Linked DNA regions of Mus musculus: region 1 is linked to region 2. A link is a contact called in public HiCAR-type data. All regions are on one chromosome and are shown on one strand. Each heading gives the region's core, a stretch centred on a gene start, on an enhancer-like site or on the middle of the called end of the contact. The rest is flanking DNA. Distances are from core to core; before and after follow the strand shown. Region 1 holds the start of Ppm1k (protein phosphatase 1K (PP2C domain containing)). Region 2 holds the start of Aqp1 (aquaporin 1).

Region 1 (3,953 bases), core at 1,006-3,505, 2.2 Mb before region 2:
CACCAGAAAGTCTATAAAAGAAAAGGCCTGGGTGTGTAAATGCTTCAGAATTAGGTGGTGCTGTTTCTGCAGTGCGTGTAGGAAAGACATCAAAGATGCTCTAGAGAGAAAGGCTCTGGGCAGTACTGCATAGTGAATATGAGTTCAGTGTCTTCACACTTACCTCTCATGAGAAAGAAGCGGAGAGCCTGGCTATGAAGAGAGACATAGCCAAGTAGTCCCAGTTCAACCTCTTGCAAACTAAGTGCCTCAGCCCACTTTTTCAGTCTCTTTATCCAGTTTCCTTAGTTACAAATACAAATGATAGTAATTAATTTTCTTTGTTTTTTTTTAAAAGATTCATTATTTTTAATTATGTCTATGGGTGTGGTCAGTGTGTAGGTATGTGCCTAAGAGGGCTGATGTCCTTGGAGGCCAGAGGCATTGAACCCCCAGAGTTATAGGTTATAAGCTGCCCTACACATGAACTGGGAATCAAACTACAGCGTTCTGGAAGAGTAGTATGTGTTCTGATAGCAACATGAAAAAATACATCTTACACATACGTTGTTGAACCAGAGAAGCCAAACAAACAAAAAGTATGTGTAGGTTATGGTTTAATACATACCAAGTGTAAAGACAAAATTAATCTACTGTGTTAAAAGTCAGCGTGGAGGCTGCCCCTGGACAGAAGCAGTAATGGGATGCCCGGCAGGATGAAGGGTCCCTTGGGGACTAAAAACATTGTTTCTTGATCAGGTGCTAGATATAAAGTCAGGCTGTATGTTGTGAAGATCTCTTGAGCCACACTCAATATGCACACTTTTCTGTCTATATGCTGGATCCGGTAACAATTTCAAGAGCTTTATGAAAATTGATTCTCTATCCAACATAAGCCATTGTTAGATTTAGTGAGTCACTAACACAAATATCACTGTCGAAACATATTATTATTAAATGCACTGGGTCTCCAGATGCTCTTGGACCAGGAGGTGCAACTAGGCAACACAACTTAATTATTAATTTTAAGAATATTTTTAATTAAAACTTATTCCATACATGCATTTTGAGCAATTCTTTCCCCTTCCACAATTCCTTTCAGATCCTCCCCACTTCCGTACTACTCACTCAACTTTATGTATGTTCTCTCTCTGTCTCAAAAAAAAAACCCAAAAACAAAAAACAAAACAAAAAAACAAAAACCCAAAATCAAAACAAAAACAACCCAATTAAGACTTAAAAAGTGGAGGTGGGGGGAGCTGGTGAGATGGCTCAGCGGTTAAGAGCGCTGACTGCTCTTCCAAAGGTCCCGAGTTCAAACCCCAGCAACCACATGGTGGCTCACAACCATCCGTAATGAAATCTGATGCCATTTTCTGGAGTGTCTGAAGACCGCTATAGTGTACAGTGTATAAATAAATAAATAAATGAATATTTTTAAAAAGACTTAAAAAGTATCAAAACAAAACCAAAACACGCACACATAAAAAATCATGGAGTCAATTTAGTGTTGACCAGTATTCCTGTGCATGAAACCTGCCCGGGAGTGTGCTGATACAGCCTGAAAGGCATCTGCTATTGTCTTCTGCTCAGATCCATCCTGCCTTGACTAGATTCAGCGCGGTAAAATCCGCTGCCCAGTGTTCTCCAGCCACACCTGAGCCGTTCCCTCTTTAGACGTGATTTGTCTTTTACTGTTTATTTGTTGGCTTGCTTCCTCATCTTCCTTATTAGACCGAAGGTTCTAAAGGCAGTTATCTGATTATTTGAATCAGTTTGGACCCCCAGATCCAAGGCAATGCTTCCTTCAAAAGACGGAAATCTTTTTGGCATGCAGGATAGTCGCGAGCCATCCCAAGATGCCTGTTAATGCAGTCCGAAGAACATTGGTTTGTGATTTGTCAAAGAACACTGGATGACGTACAAGTGCTACACTCAAGCAAAGCGTGGCTGTCCGAGTCTCGATTTCTTGGGTCAGAGTTAAGATAACTTTGGCAGAAGTGAAACTCCCTCCTCCAGTGGCTGGCGAAAAGCAAGGTCCCTGGTGCCTGATTCGAGGCCGCCAGGCCCATCAGGAGGGCGGGGCGCCAACGTCGAACAGCTACTGGCCCACTTTGACGTCGCTCTACGGCGTTTAATTGGCAATCTGAGAGGTCAAATTGCCTGTGCAGGAGGCTCGTTCCTATCTAAATCTGTAATTGGCTCAGATTGAGGGCGGGCAAAGAGTCTTTCAGAGCACCAACTGGCTAGTGTTGCTGTCAATCATCGGAAATACACTCCTCCGGGTCTCCATTTGGCCAGCTGCGGTTGATTTTTTTTTATTTTCCGAGAATTTCCAGGAGTGGAAGAGACTGTGGCTTCCCTAATTGCTTGTTCTGGAGATCATAATCAACAGAGAAGTCAGTCTAGTTTATCATCCAAGAAATCCTTCCCTTCCTTCCATTAGCCAATTAAGAAATTTACAGACACCTACCCATCACAAGGTAAGAGCCTAAGGAGTTTAATTCGCTTATTCTCCTAGGTTGTTGACGAGACATTGGCGGTCTCCGGAGGTCCCCGGGAAGGCGAAAGAGAAATATGAAATGAGTTCCTGCAGCTTACTCTGTCTGAGACCGAGTCCCACGCGCATCTCTCTGGGTTCGATGTGCTCCCTTTTTCTGGAAGTGGAAAGCAGCTGCTCTCGCCTAGGCCCACGGTGGCTGCGCCCGAGCATCCGGCTCCCCCAAAGCAGCCTTGGTCGGCCTTGAACTTGACCTCGGGCTGATAGTGAGCCCCAGGGAAGCAGGGATAGAAAGATGGGCGGGGTCCCAGGGAGAGAATGAGAAAGCTAGCAAAGATAACAGAACCCTGATTCACTGCAGCGAGACCCTTTGGTGCGCTCCTGCCCGCGAGAGCAGGCATAGCTGCCTAAGAACTTGGGATGCCAGATCTCAAGAGCTCAGGAGAGTGTTGTCCTGCCGCGTCCAGCTTCGTTCAAGGCCAGCAAACCAGCCCACGATTCTATCCAGCCCAGGCTTGCAAAGGGACTGGTGTAGAGAAGGATTGCGGAGCCCTGGTCGTTTGGATCTGAGAGCTTGTGTTTTGCTTTGCTAGGAGAGCACTGTATCTTAGGGGCATGTGGCTCCTGGCGCAGGTTTTCGCAGACGCTTTCTGTAGATGAGAGAATTTACCCGGAGGAGACAAAGATTGAGGCTCTGGGTAGAAATAGCTAGGAAATTTCGACTCTCAAAAGCTCCACCGGTTTTCGTTGTAGGAGCTGCAGGAATAGAAACTGCGAAGCCCCCAACCCCCAATGTGCATGTCAACCCGGCAGAGCAGATGTAGCCTCTGCTGGACCTGTGCCCTGGTGAGGAAACCTGGGGCTCTCTTGAGATCGAGATCTGCAGGGCTTGGCGGAAGGGGCTGTGTTGCCCTTCTAGTGTGTGTTGGAACTTGTGGAAATTGGAAACCAGCTCACCACACTGTATGACAAATGTCATAAAATAGGAAGCTTTGGATAATGGGCTCTTGTTTATAATTGTTTTTCTTGCAATCCGAGTCTCTTTTTCCTTGTCTACATCAACCCACCCCCTTCACAGAGTTGAGTAACACTTACTTTTCAATACTGTATTCTCACTTCGCCTATGAAAACAGACTCTCACATACAACCGAAGGGAGTTATTGACCGTTTTGTTGTTTTCTTTTCTCCAGTAAACTAACATTTCCTTTCCTCCTAAAAGGCGATAAAGGCATCAAGAGTGCGGATTTCCTAAAATACATTTCTGAGGTTTTCAGATGATTTTAGTTGTTTATTGGGGTGCACTGGGGTTTTGTTGTTGATGGTGGTAAAGAAATTTGGAGTTTAAGAGTGTTAAAAATCGGGCCGATGATGTTGCTTGACCACTAAAGGCCTCTGCCTGCTTGCACTGGCCTGCACTTCCCCCGGGCTCACATACATGTATGTATGCATACATACATATCAAAAATTATCTTGT
Region 2 (3,540 bases), core at 7-2,506:
CTCCGCACACAACAAGCCAGCATGCCCCACGGTTCAGTGGCCAGGGACTGCTGAGCTGAGCCCTTCTCCTGAACTGGTATCTAGAAAACTCTCCCAAAGCTCCAGAGAGAGTATTGTTCTCTCAACTTTGTCTAATTATTGGGGGTAGAGGGAGGAAAGGGGGCTGTCTCCTGACTTTCTGAGGAAGTTGATTTGGGGACCTGGCTAAGGATTAGAAGCCGATTAGAAGCCCAGGCAACTTATCAAGAGAGTCACACTCAGACACTTGCAGAAGTGGCTTTAAACACACTGGGTAGCTGGAGAAAATGTACTCGGGACAGTAGGTAGAGGTTGCCTAGTGCACGGGACTGCAAAGGGGGAAGGTGACTGCTCAGGTAGCTCAGAAGAGGGGAGGAACTGCTGGCATGCACCTAGCTGCCCCTCCAGCTCATTCCTGGCAGTAGCTACTCTGCAGGGGACTTTGGCACAACCATATTGTCTAGCTCCTCCATTCTCACAGCACCAACCAGCAAAGAGACCATGCAGTACAACTGAGTTCTAGCCCCAGTTCTCAGCATGACTCCAGAAACCTTCATCCTTCTCTCTGTTCTTCAGTATCCCCCTTGTACAGTAGGCAAATGGAGCCAGCTCCCTCTCTGTCTTCTCCTACAGACACCCTAAGCCTAAGATACCCCACTCACGTCATTGCGGCCAAGTGAATTGTCGACTAGGGAGGAGGTGATGCCCGAGAGAATGGCCGTGGCGACGATGGCTCCCACACACTGGGCGATGATGTACATGACAGCCCGGAGGATGCTGATCTGACAGCTGAGCAGGAGCCCCAGTGTGACCGCAGGGTTGAGGTGAGCACCGCTGATGTGACCCACACTTTGGGCCAGAGTAGCGATGCTCAAACCAAAGGCCAGCGACACCTTCACGTTGTCCTGGACCAGCGTCTGGTTTCTCTCCAGTGGGTAATTGAAGCCTAGGGCAGAACCAATGCTGATGAAGACGAAGAGGGTCATGGCCAGGAACTCAGCCACCACAGCCCTCCAGAAGAGCTTCTTCTTGATTTCACTGGCCATGCTGGCAGGGACCTCGACTTAACCGCTGGATGCCTGGTGCTCAACTCCCTCCAAGAGCTGAGCCACAGCCTGGGCTGGGCCTATTTATAGGGCTGGGTGGGGGGAGCACAAAGGGAGGAAGGCCTCTCCTTGCTCCTGGCCCGCCCCACACCACACGAGCCTCCTCGCTGCGATGGATGCAGACAGGGCTCTGCTGTCTGCCTGCCAACTTTTTCCTTCCTCCTCTCCCCCTCCTGCCCTCCCTTGCTCCCTCCACCCGCCTCAGCCCTCGGCCCTGCCCAGCGTAAGGAGGCAGGAGGCAACCGTTGCTCTAATAGGCTTTGGGAAATTCTTCCAAGCTGGCTCTTCTCAGGGGGCCAGAGAAATCCAGGTGTCCCCGCCCAGCCTGCAAAGCTCAAGGGTGCCTGAGGGCAGAGGCTGGCACTCTAGAAGGGGTGGGGAATAGGGGTTGTCTGGACTCCCCAGACGGACATTGCCCTCCCTGGAGGTGGCACCAGAAATTGCCTGCCTGTCCCATCCCACTCTGAGCAGAGTTAGTAATCTGAAGTTCTCAGGCTGAGAAATCTGTGGGCCAGTCTGGCCTCCAATGTCCTGGCCTGGGCCAAGCAGCTGCATGTCACTTTGGGGATGTGTCCTCGCCCCCCGGGCCTCATTGATGGGAGTAGAGAAGCTTTCTGGGAGCCACCTATCATTCTTTAGACAATGGCAGACCTTAGCCAAGCAAGGTTGCTGGAAAACTCCCCCAATTCCTCAAACTTAAAACAATTTGAGGCCATGATTTGAGAGGGGGTGGGGAAGATAATGTTGCTTAGGCTTTTTTTTTTTCTCTAATAGATAAAGTAGCTAGCAGGTCACTGAAGAGATGGAAGGAATGACAGCTGGACCTGAAAAGGAGCGAATGGGAGACATGGGCTGGGGCTAAGAGACAGATGCAGTGATGGGATGATAGGCAGAGCAACAGGAAGCATTATCCGAGTGATGGTGGAAAGTGGAAGAGGTTTCCAGCCTTGCAGGAGACAGCGGCCAGGCTATGGATGTGCTCACGCATACAATATTCAACTGGGCACTGGATTCAGTCACTAGCATCACAGGAAAAAACAGCACGTCAGAAACAGGAAGAGACAAACGGAGCAGAGGAGACATAGGCCGGACAAGAATCTAGATAGAGAAAGAGGAGAGAGGAAGGTAAGGGAGACCAGAGGCACTTTCCAACACCAGGAGGGGTGGAGAGGAGGTGGGGGCAGACAAAGCACCCACCATGTTTCCTGTGTACCCCCAAAATCCCGAGTAAAGGACCAGAGAACTGGTCGGTCACTTGCCTACTGTTTGAGTGTGCTGGAAGGTATACCAGGCCCATAGGGAGGCTCTCTCTGTGGCCACAAGGTAGGACCTGTTATGATTGGTCCCTCTCTTTCCATCTTAGTCCTTATCAGAATCATTGGCTTCTTACCCATCAGAGGTGGAAAAACAACACTCACTGAGAAAGAAGAAATGTCTTTGAGTCTGACATCTGTCAAGATAGGGCCAAGCACCTTCTATCCTACAGAGAATGACATTGTCCCTCAAGGGCCAGGTTGTATTCAGCCACAGTCCTGGAACCAGATGTGACCTACAGAAATCCCATGCTATGTTTGATGGGAGCAGGTGGCTGGTTGGGAAGTAATTTACCACCACACACCTAAACACTTAGAAGGCCAGGAGGAGTGGCTCTGAGTAGAAAGGTGGTGTAGTGGCTGCTTGGCAGCTGGATGCAATCAAAGACTTATTAACCCTCTAGAGAGGCAGTCAGGATGATGGAGCAGGCACTTCCTGGAAGCTCTACCACATCCTATATTCTGAGAGGTTTCCCAGGGACACAGCCCCCTCAAGGAACTCACTCTTTGGGCCCAGGGGCCTCTAATCAGAGATCTTTCTGCAAGGCTGTGTAGGGCTCAGATCTGATGCTGTCTGCCTCAGGGACCTAATCAAGAGGATTCTAGGAAAACAGTAGGGAGAGCTGGCCCTGCACCAAAGGCTGGTGGGGCCCGGCAGCAGAACTGTGCATCAGAACCAAGTGAGGTATATGAGCATTTGTGGACCTAAGCATGTCTGTCCCAAGAGGCTGTGGCAGTACCTGCAGACCAGGTTTGTAGCTGAAGTATGTGGTATGCTAGTGTGTGTGTGTGTGTGTGTGTGTGTGTGTGTGTGTGTGTGTGTGTGTAAAACAGTGGTGAGATTCTCTTGGATACTACTAATATTTTCTTTAGCACAAGTATTTTATTAGCACTAATATCATGCCAAACACCACTCTGGAGACCACAGGAACAACCATAGGCCACAAAGACCAGCCCCTTGTCTTCTTGAATCTTCCCGTCTGCTACATAAGCTCATCAACTATTTAGACCCACTAACAACTGAACCTATGAACATGGCTTCATCCTTTGGGCAAAGAAGATGCCATCAGAATGCAGGCATTGCCTGAAATATCAGTGTGAAC

The links. HiCAR-type assays count read pairs that join an accessible place to other places.
Region 1: a contact with region 2 is called in a HiCAR-type map of astrocytes, with 4 times the contacts expected there. The contact joins the promoter of Ppm1k here to the promoter of Aqp1 in region 2. A contact is called at or near these places in 1 of 39 promoter capture datasets (liver) and 1 of 115 datasets of contacts at active chromatin or transcription factors (astrocytes).

The regions. Positions count from the first base shown.
Region 1 is chr6:57,533,789-57,537,741 of GRCm38.p6, reverse strand. It overlaps Ppm1k (protein phosphatase 1K (PP2C domain containing)), which reads left to right and starts at 2,255. Exons shown (of 7, transcript NM_175523.5): 1 at 2,255-2,462.
Region 2 is chr6:55,334,015-55,337,554 of GRCm38.p6, reverse strand. It overlaps Aqp1 (aquaporin 1), which reads right to left and starts at 1,256. Exons shown (of 4, transcript NM_007472.2): 1 at 681-1,256. The coding sequence starts at 1,064.